Linked DNA regions of Zea mays: regions 1 and 2 are each linked to region 3. Evidence: chromatin contacts called from public Hi-C data. All regions are on one chromosome and are shown on one strand. Each heading gives the region's core, a stretch centred on a gene start, on an enhancer-like site or on the middle of the called end of the contact. The rest is flanking DNA. Distances are from core to core; before and after follow the strand shown.

The links. A called contact is a pair of places that touch in the nucleus more often than the background predicts.
Region 1: a Hi-C map of ear shows a contact between it and region 3, with 10 times the contacts expected there. The contact joins the enhancer-like site here to the promoter of LOC100282872 in region 3. A contact is called at or near these places in 2 of 25 Hi-C or Micro-C datasets (ear and tassel).
Region 2: a contact with region 3 is called in a Hi-C map of tassel, with 5 times the contacts expected there. The contact joins the enhancer-like site here to the promoter of LOC100282872 in region 3. A contact is called at or near these places in 2 of 25 Hi-C or Micro-C datasets (ear and tassel).

The regions. Positions count from the first base shown.
Region 1 is chr7:101,342,203-101,344,902 of Zm-B73-REFERENCE-NAM-5.0, forward strand. No RefSeq gene overlaps it. Among protein-coding and RNA genes, the nearest start is that of LOC103632634, 60 kb to the right of the region's middle. Within about 2 kb of position 1,394, at least 13 of the 20 cell types and tissues checked have an H3K27ac peak or open chromatin away from gene starts, as enhancers often do. A contact at or near this core is called in ear and tassel, where this site is marked.
Region 2 is chr7:101,585,433-101,588,164 of Zm-B73-REFERENCE-NAM-5.0, forward strand. No RefSeq gene overlaps it. Among protein-coding and RNA genes, the nearest start is that of LOC103632635, 97 kb to the right of the region's middle. Within about 2 kb of position 1,334, at least 17 of the 20 cell types and tissues checked have an H3K27ac peak or open chromatin away from gene starts, as enhancers often do. A contact at or near this core is called in ear and tassel, where this site is marked.
Region 3 is chr7:100,639,930-100,642,629 of Zm-B73-REFERENCE-NAM-5.0, forward strand. LOC100282872 (holocarboxylase synthetase) reads left to right here and starts at 1,383. Exons shown (of 3, transcript NM_001155778.2): 1 at 1,383-1,819. The coding sequence starts at 1,658.

The DNA of each region.
Region 1 (2,700 bases), core at 144-2,643, 700 kb after region 3:
TAACTAATTAATTTGAGCTAATAATAATTAGCCCAAACTCATTTACAAGTGTCTGGAACAGCTCTTTTATCTCCACTCTGCAAATAATGTTACCTAGATACAAAACAGTGCTTTCAATAATGACCATATACGCGATGTGCAGGACACGTAGCCTAATTAAAGCCGGCGTTAATAAGTGTTGGCGTGATAGCATGCCATTTCTATTTTAGAATGACTAATAAAAGTTAGTAATTCGTCTGTACGTTTGGAGAGAAAAGAGAGCTGAGTGCCCGGCCGAGGGCCACGTTTGTGGGACGTACGAGCTGGCGGCCGATGAATGACGTACTGTCTCAAGTGGTTGGCATGAGAATCTAGCTAGTTATGAGCTGAGAATTAAAGGAGCTGGTGGCTTTACTGATGAACGATTGGTGCCCTTTGGCAGATCAAAGTCACGACGATGGATGAGATGACCACACCTTGGATGCTTGTTCTCTAGCTAGTGAATCTGTAAGGCCTAATGAATGTCGTCCTGAAGCGACATTTTGACAAGATGGCGCTATACCACGCGCGATAGTACAATCCGCAGGTTACTGACTGCAGCATCGATCGATCTTTGCTGTTGCGTCTTTGTATATATATATTTTTTCTTTTTTGTCGACCAGTCGACCACACACACCGGCTCATGCTCCAGTAAAAGGGCCGGGGCTGAAGGTACGCGTACAGTACCCTGCTAGCTGCTGTTGTTTGTTTCTCGGAGGCGCGCGGTTGGCCGATAGCTGGCGTGCATGTGTGAGAGAGAAGTATATGTTTCTCATCATCATCAGCATGGAGCATCTTAGCGCGCATTAATTGATGGATGCCAACCGCAGGACAAGCGACGGAGCTAGCTAGGCGTACGCGCGATCCATTTATGATGGTTTAGAGACGGCTCACGATCCGCGTCGCTGTCGATTACCATACAGAGGGGGGAGCAAGCAACGAAATGGTGAACAGTGCTTGCTCGCTCGCCCCAGCAAATCATGCATGGCGCTGGATCCGGTGGCCGGCCAGCCGATGGATTATTGGACACGGAGCCTTCTAGATTCGGATTGCCCGTGTTGGCGGCGCGTGGAACGTGGTGGCGACGGCATGGCACCTGGTGCAACGCATTCATTCGTAGCGCACGGAGCCGGCGCAAGTTAGTTGGTGGTGCGGATTTTGGATCGATCGTCCAGGGAGCACGGCCGGTCTGCCGGGCCCGGGCGTCGTCGTCGGGTCGGTAGATCTCTCGTCGCCGGTAACTAGCTCTCTGGCAAGGGCAGGCTGCTGCCACAAATGCAGCAATAATCCTTGCCAGGTTGACGCATGGTCGGCCATGGCTAGCTACGGCCTAGGGCCTAGCTAGGGCGGTCGTCGTCGGGCAGAGCGTGTGCGCGCATTCAAGTATGGCAGAGGATAGCTCACCCGCCTGCATGCGCGCGGCCTGACATGGCGTGTTCTATCCCCTCTAGCAGGAGCGGACATATGCATATGCAGAAACAAGGTTATTCAATTTAATACTTATTATTTTATAGCAACAAAATTTTGTATATGTATATATCTACAACGGTTGTCATTCTTTTTTTACAAATAACCCTTCACATCTATTTTAAATTAACCCGATGCACATAGATAGCCAAACGGCGGCCCTGTATGAGCCAGACACCAGTGGGCCACAACTTTGTCTCAGGCATGTCATGCCGACCTGCTGACTGTGTCAGCGCAGTCCGTTAGCCCGTTGACTGATTGAATCAGCGTAAAATATTAAAAACGGTGCAGGACGTGGGGTTCAAACCCATGCCCTGATGGAAGAAGAGCAAGAGACACTAGGTAAAGCTGTCTAACCAGTAGAACATCATGCTCAGATGTTTTTAATATTGAATATAAATTGTATATATGTATATACATTTTTAATGTAAAATAAAAAATATATAATCGTGTCGGGCCGGACCAGCACTACGGGCCGAGGCTACAACCTAAGCACATCACGATGTTATTGGCTCTTGCAAGCATTAGGTCGTTTCTGAGACCACATTGGCGCAATGGACTCGGTGGTGTTTGAGGTTGCTGAATTAGATGGAGCAACAATGATTTGTCACGCTAACAGTAAAATGAAAGGTTGTTTGTTGGTTTTAAACGTTAGTAATTGCGACGAAGTAGCATAATTTATATGGAGCGCATCAAGTTTTTATTGATCCCTGATTTTAGCAATCACTTCATATTTTGATCTATCTTTTTTATAAGTTTGAGTTCATGTGACTTATTTTAGAAACTTGAGCTCACAAACTTTCTCTTATTTGGTCTCTGTATGGTGGAATTATGTCATTTTATAATCTTTGTTCGTTCAGTCAGTCGTTGTGAACCCTCTTCTAAGTTGTGAACTCTCTTCTTATCGCAACATTGGATGGAGTAAACAATAACATCAGTTAACCAAATCAAAAAAATATTATATGGAGACCGGAGACAATCAATAATACATCTTAAATTTTTTTTGTGGGTAGTTTACACAGGTATTGTTATAAGCCGTCGCAACGCACGGGCAACCCACTAGTATTATATTTATGTACTAAAATATTGTAAAAATATAAAATAACGCTATTTTAGAGCTATTTTGTCCTAAATTTCGTTTTTCGCTGGTTTTTTTTATTTCGTACCGTGCGACTAGGGATAACAATCACATGGTTAGAACACGATTACATGGTT
Region 2 (2,732 bases), core at 84-2,583, 950 kb after region 3:
AAAGCCTAGTTTCAAAATGTAGTTAAAATTGAGCAAAAATGAACAATAATTGGCAATTGAAACATAATTAAACCAACCTTTCATAACAATTAATAAAAACAATCTTAATTACCAAAACTATCATCCTCCCTCTCCATACAACACATTCACCATTCATTAAGCAACTAAATATATGTCATGGATAAACTGATTTGAGAACTAAACATGAAAAAGGAGAGGGAATAGACAAAATCTAACCATCTTAAGCAACCTCATTTGAGGAAATAGAGAAAATAACCTAGCTATACTCTTCTCTCTCACATGTAAAACCCTAGATCCAAAATGTGGCTAAAATTGAGCAAGAATGAACAAAAATTGACAAAGAAACATAAACCAACCTTTCTTATCCACCTTCTTCCAAAAAATGAAGACCAAAACCTCTCCCCTTGTATTTTGTGAAATCTGGATCTCCAAAATCGCCTCCAATGGAAGTTGGCTGCGAGCATACAGCTCCTGTCGGGGGAAGAAGAGGGGTATTTATAACACATAGTTTACTGGTGGTTGGCTTGAAAAACCGCCAGTGGAAAACTATTTCCACTGGCGGTTATCTTAACACAACCGCCAGTGAAAATAGGCGGTTGGTGTAACAGAACCGCCAGTGAAAACTAGATTTTCACTGGCGGTTGTGTTACACCAACCGCCAGTGGAAATATCCTTTTCCACTGGATGTTGTGTTAAGATAACCGCCAGTGGAAATAGGTTTCCACTGGCGGTTCCCAAGCCGGGCCCACCTGGTTTTTTTTACTGGCGCGCTGTAACTGAAACCGTCAGTGATAATTTATGGGTGCCGCAGGCTTTGAGCTCTTTTCTACTAGTGAAAGGCACCAACACTAAGTTTAGAGAGCAACTGAGGTTCTATTAGCCAAAGGTATCATACAAGACGTTCGAGCCTGGGGATCGTGCAAATGAAGATGGATGTTGTGTTTAAGTCGCAGAAAGAGATGTATAGTTGCGTCACCTGAGGACATGGGTGTCAAGAAGCGTGAGCAAACTATATATAGCGTGAAGGTGCTGTCACCTTGGCTCGTGTGCGAGTGCATACGTACATGAGCGTGCTAGCTTCTAGCTATAATTAGCAGGAAATGGAGTTTATTTTGGCATGGACGTGCTAGCGCTAGCAGTGAGCCAAGCAAGCCATGCAAGGCACTGTGGCATGCAAGTGCATGCATACTTCTTGCGTGCGTGAGGAAGGCTGGGAGCAGGTTTGCTGGCTGTGCTCAGGTCGGCTTCAGGAGCGTGGGCGCTTGCCCGCTTGAGTCGGCCCAGGTGAGCAGCGTGATGAGGCACGCAGTATCGGCCGAGCGGCCCACGGCAGGCGCGAAGGAAAGTTAGCCCATGCGCTTGAGGAATTCGAGTCCGGGCCGGTCCCGTCCCGCTAGCTGGCTGGTGGAACTCGAGTCCAAGCGGGATATGACTTATGAGATCGTTGGTCCTATAAGCAGGCACCTACTTCTTATTTCCTAAGACGATTAGATTAGATCTATTAAGAGATTAATGTCTCATCCGGATTGTAGGGGTCCAAAACACGGGTGAAATTCACCATGTGTGCAGGGATAAAGTCTCACACATATGATGACTAATGCTACAGAAACGAATGTCACATCTTTATAATATAATAGAAGTTCTGTACAAAATAAATAAATAATTACATCATACGAAAACATCAATCCAGTAACTATAGTTGACCGGGAGACGACAGTCTAGACCTGTCACGAACTCAACGCAACATCCATCATGCTCCTTATCTTGTAGTATCTGTCCTTGACCTGGTGGAATGTGAGTACAGCAAGTGTGAGCTCACATACATTCATCGCTCAACAAGTGGTGGGGAATAATGTGCATGAACTCACCAAATGTGTGAGCTCATGTGAAGTGTAAGGCTTACCAAAGGAGATGGTTAAAGTTGAGCATTGCTTTTAAAGTTGGTCAAAATTTTATTAGCAGTTACTAAGTATAACTAGATACCAACCCAAATAAATAAGAGATCAAAATTAATGATAATATCCACAATGCAATGCAAATGACAAATTAAGTTTAGTTCCATAAATTACTCATATGAGGGTTCGAGTTGCTTATGACTGTGAGCACGGCTGATATACCAGTTTTACACTCTACAGAGGTTGCACATCTTTACCCACAAGTCGTGTTACCCATTTGCCAAGGGATCGTGACTTCCCATTTATCTCTACCGAGGAGACGAGGCAGGGTACCACTACGAGGCCTTTATAAAGTTCCACTAGCTTCCGAAAACCCGCTACGGTTTCTCAGAAGGGCAATATAGCAATCCCTCGTCCGAAAAGTCATCGCAACATAATCGACCCGAAAACCTCTCTATACGCAGCTCCTCTACCGCCCTTGCCCCTTTCGGGTAAGGTAGTCTTCCACTAGTTTTCCTAATTAGTCAGCTAAGGGTGTCCCATACCACCCTTGTGGTAGCACTGTTTTCTCGGGTGGTCGCTCCATGTTCCAATTAACAAAATGATCATGTCATGAACAATAATTAAAACAATAGTATAACTGGAACATGATCATAATGTAACATTAGTTTGCCAAAATAGGTAGAGCAATAACAAAACTACCCAATAGTGCTTTTGTTTGCAAGGTAGGGGATAAACAATGCTGGGGAAAACTATTGGGTCTCATCAAATTAACCTGAGCATGTCACAGTGATTAACAGGAACATTATTAGGTAA
Region 3 (2,700 bases), core at 133-2,632:
AATAGGTGACACGACACACACAAAATCACGCACACACTATTTGCCACGAATATTGCATTAGCTACTATAACTCAATCATCACATTAGGTATATTGCATTAGCTAATATGATACACCTTCACGATTAATGTTAATAAAGATTTCTAGCAATATATAATGACTCACTAAAATCACTATTTAGCTAAAACCTCTAGCAATGAAATGATGAATAACTCTCATGTACATATATACAAATAAAAATAAAGTCCTAGGAAAATAGACATTGTAATAAGACAAGCATAAATTAAACAACACTTTGATATGTATACAACTTACGGTAATCTTATAATATTGATTGTAATTCGATTGTTAGTGATTTCAATTGGCTATACCCCTAATATATATAGGGGAGGTCTGGTCCCATTCCTAAATAACTTCCAATAACAACCGCAGATTTAGAGGGATAAACTGCTACAGAAAAGAAATTAGTTACGTCTGATCCAATCTATAGACGGACCGTCCACGTCTATGGACAGACCGTGTGGTATTGCTCAACACCCTCTATTTAGAATGACGTGACACCGGCGCTGCCACGCAGGCAGGGTCCGATGGTCCCAGATGTCAGTATCTCACATCCACGTCGTCAATCGATAAAGCACCACGTGCGCCGTACGTTCTCGTCCCGTTCCTCCCACCGCCATGCGGGCCCCAAGCGTCCGCCTCAGCATCCGCGCGCCCACCAGCCACACCACGCATGACGCATCGACACTAGAGATGGCAATGGGTAAATACTCACCGGGTATTACTACCCCATACCCATACCCACGACACAAAAATAACCTCATCGGGTCACCCATATACACTAGCGGGAATAGATTTATCCCCATACCCATACTCATATGGATATGAGTCACTCATCGGGTCACCCGTACCCACAAAAGCTAAACATCTATCAAAATATTATATGATACAAATGTCAAGTATATCTATCTAAATACCATTACAAAATTTTTAGCATCATTTAACCATCCATTCAACACACCAAAGATAATTGGATAAAGTAATAACACTAGGATAGTACTACATAGCACATTACATATTCCATTACATTGTCATTAAATTGTCGTTAAGCCTTCTATGACATTATGGCCTAAAAGGTTATTAAATAGTAAAAAAATTTAGATGACTAAAGTCAAAGTTCATGCTTGGGCTAAGTTTATATTGGGTATTTTATACCCACGGGTTAACGGGTATGTGTGAAGGCGGAACGTTTTAAATACCTGTTTATCAATTGGGTGAAGATTTTTGTTCAATAATAAACTTACGAGTAGAATATTTAGCCCATATACATATCTTAATGAAGTAAATACCCATCGGATATGGATCGTGGGTTCTGATCGACACAACGAGACGAGACGAGACAATATGAGCGATGATATAGGATATTAGGAGAAAAAAACCAACCACGGGGTCGGGGAGGAGAGGAAAGGAGACGGGAAACAAAAACACAGCGCAGGCAGAGAGAGACGTAAAGCCGCCGCTTCGTGCGCGTCGACGTCACCTCGCCGCCGGGGGGCCAGGGCTGTCTCACCGCGGTGTCCCGTAGGGCTCCCTTCCCTCGCCGGACTGGGCGGGCGCCGGACGGATCGGGAGGCGACGACCTGAGGGGACTGGCTGGGATGACCGGGAAGAAGCGCAAGGCGGAGGCGGCGCGCCTGGAGGAGACGGACCAGGCGCTCTACGGGGCCTTCCGGGGCGCCGCAAACTCGCTCTCGCAGCTCTACACTCTCGCCATGGGTGCGCAGAAAGCCTCCTTTAACGCCGGCGAACGCCACGCCATGGTACGTCCACGGCCCTTCTCTCTCCTTTCCTCCTCCCCTCTGGCGCGGATTGGGGTGCCGGTTGGGTTACGTCCCCGGCGGTAGCGAAGAGATTTGCGTCCTGGCACCGGCCGATTCGGGCCCCACCGATTTTGGGCGCTTTGGCAGTCTGCGTGCTGCGAATTCCTGTGTTTTAGGCTCGATTGGTTGGGAATTCCGGTGCTGACTCCTTCCCTAGTTGGAGATTGGATCTCAGTTCGATACTGATTTCGGTTGGTTGCTTTGCGATGCCAAAGGATATGATTGCAGTATCAAGTATATTTGACGACGCAAGTTCTGGCTGAATTTCGTGGATGGATGGATAGGCTGCGCATGATTAGTTTCAATCCACGTACATTGCCAACATTTCCTTAGATTGAATTCGATGCCTAGCTCGTCCCGTTGAGTGTTGACCTCTATTCTCGATATTATTCTATTAAATGACACATCTTCAACATAATTTATTGATAAAACCAAGGTTTTAAAGTCGATGACTAGTTGAGGACTAGTCGAGAAGTCGGTGCAGAGGTGATAGTCGATCTGAACGACTCAACTTTCTCTACCAGTCGCTTGACTCGTCGACTAGTCACGACTAGTCGCAGCAGTTGAGTCAGGCGACTTATTTGGGCCCAGGTATAAAAATGTGAGCCCACCTAGCCATCTCAACCCTAGTAGGTACGATGCTAATGGAAAAGTTTTCTACCTTATTTATCTATGGATATGGAATGATTCATGACTTGATGAGGACCAAGACAAATGATAGAGATCTTGTGAGGCATGCAAATACTCTGTTTGCAATATCCTTCCTTACATTGGCTAATATGTGGAAACAAAGACAAGGGATGAAAGCTCTCATTGTTAGT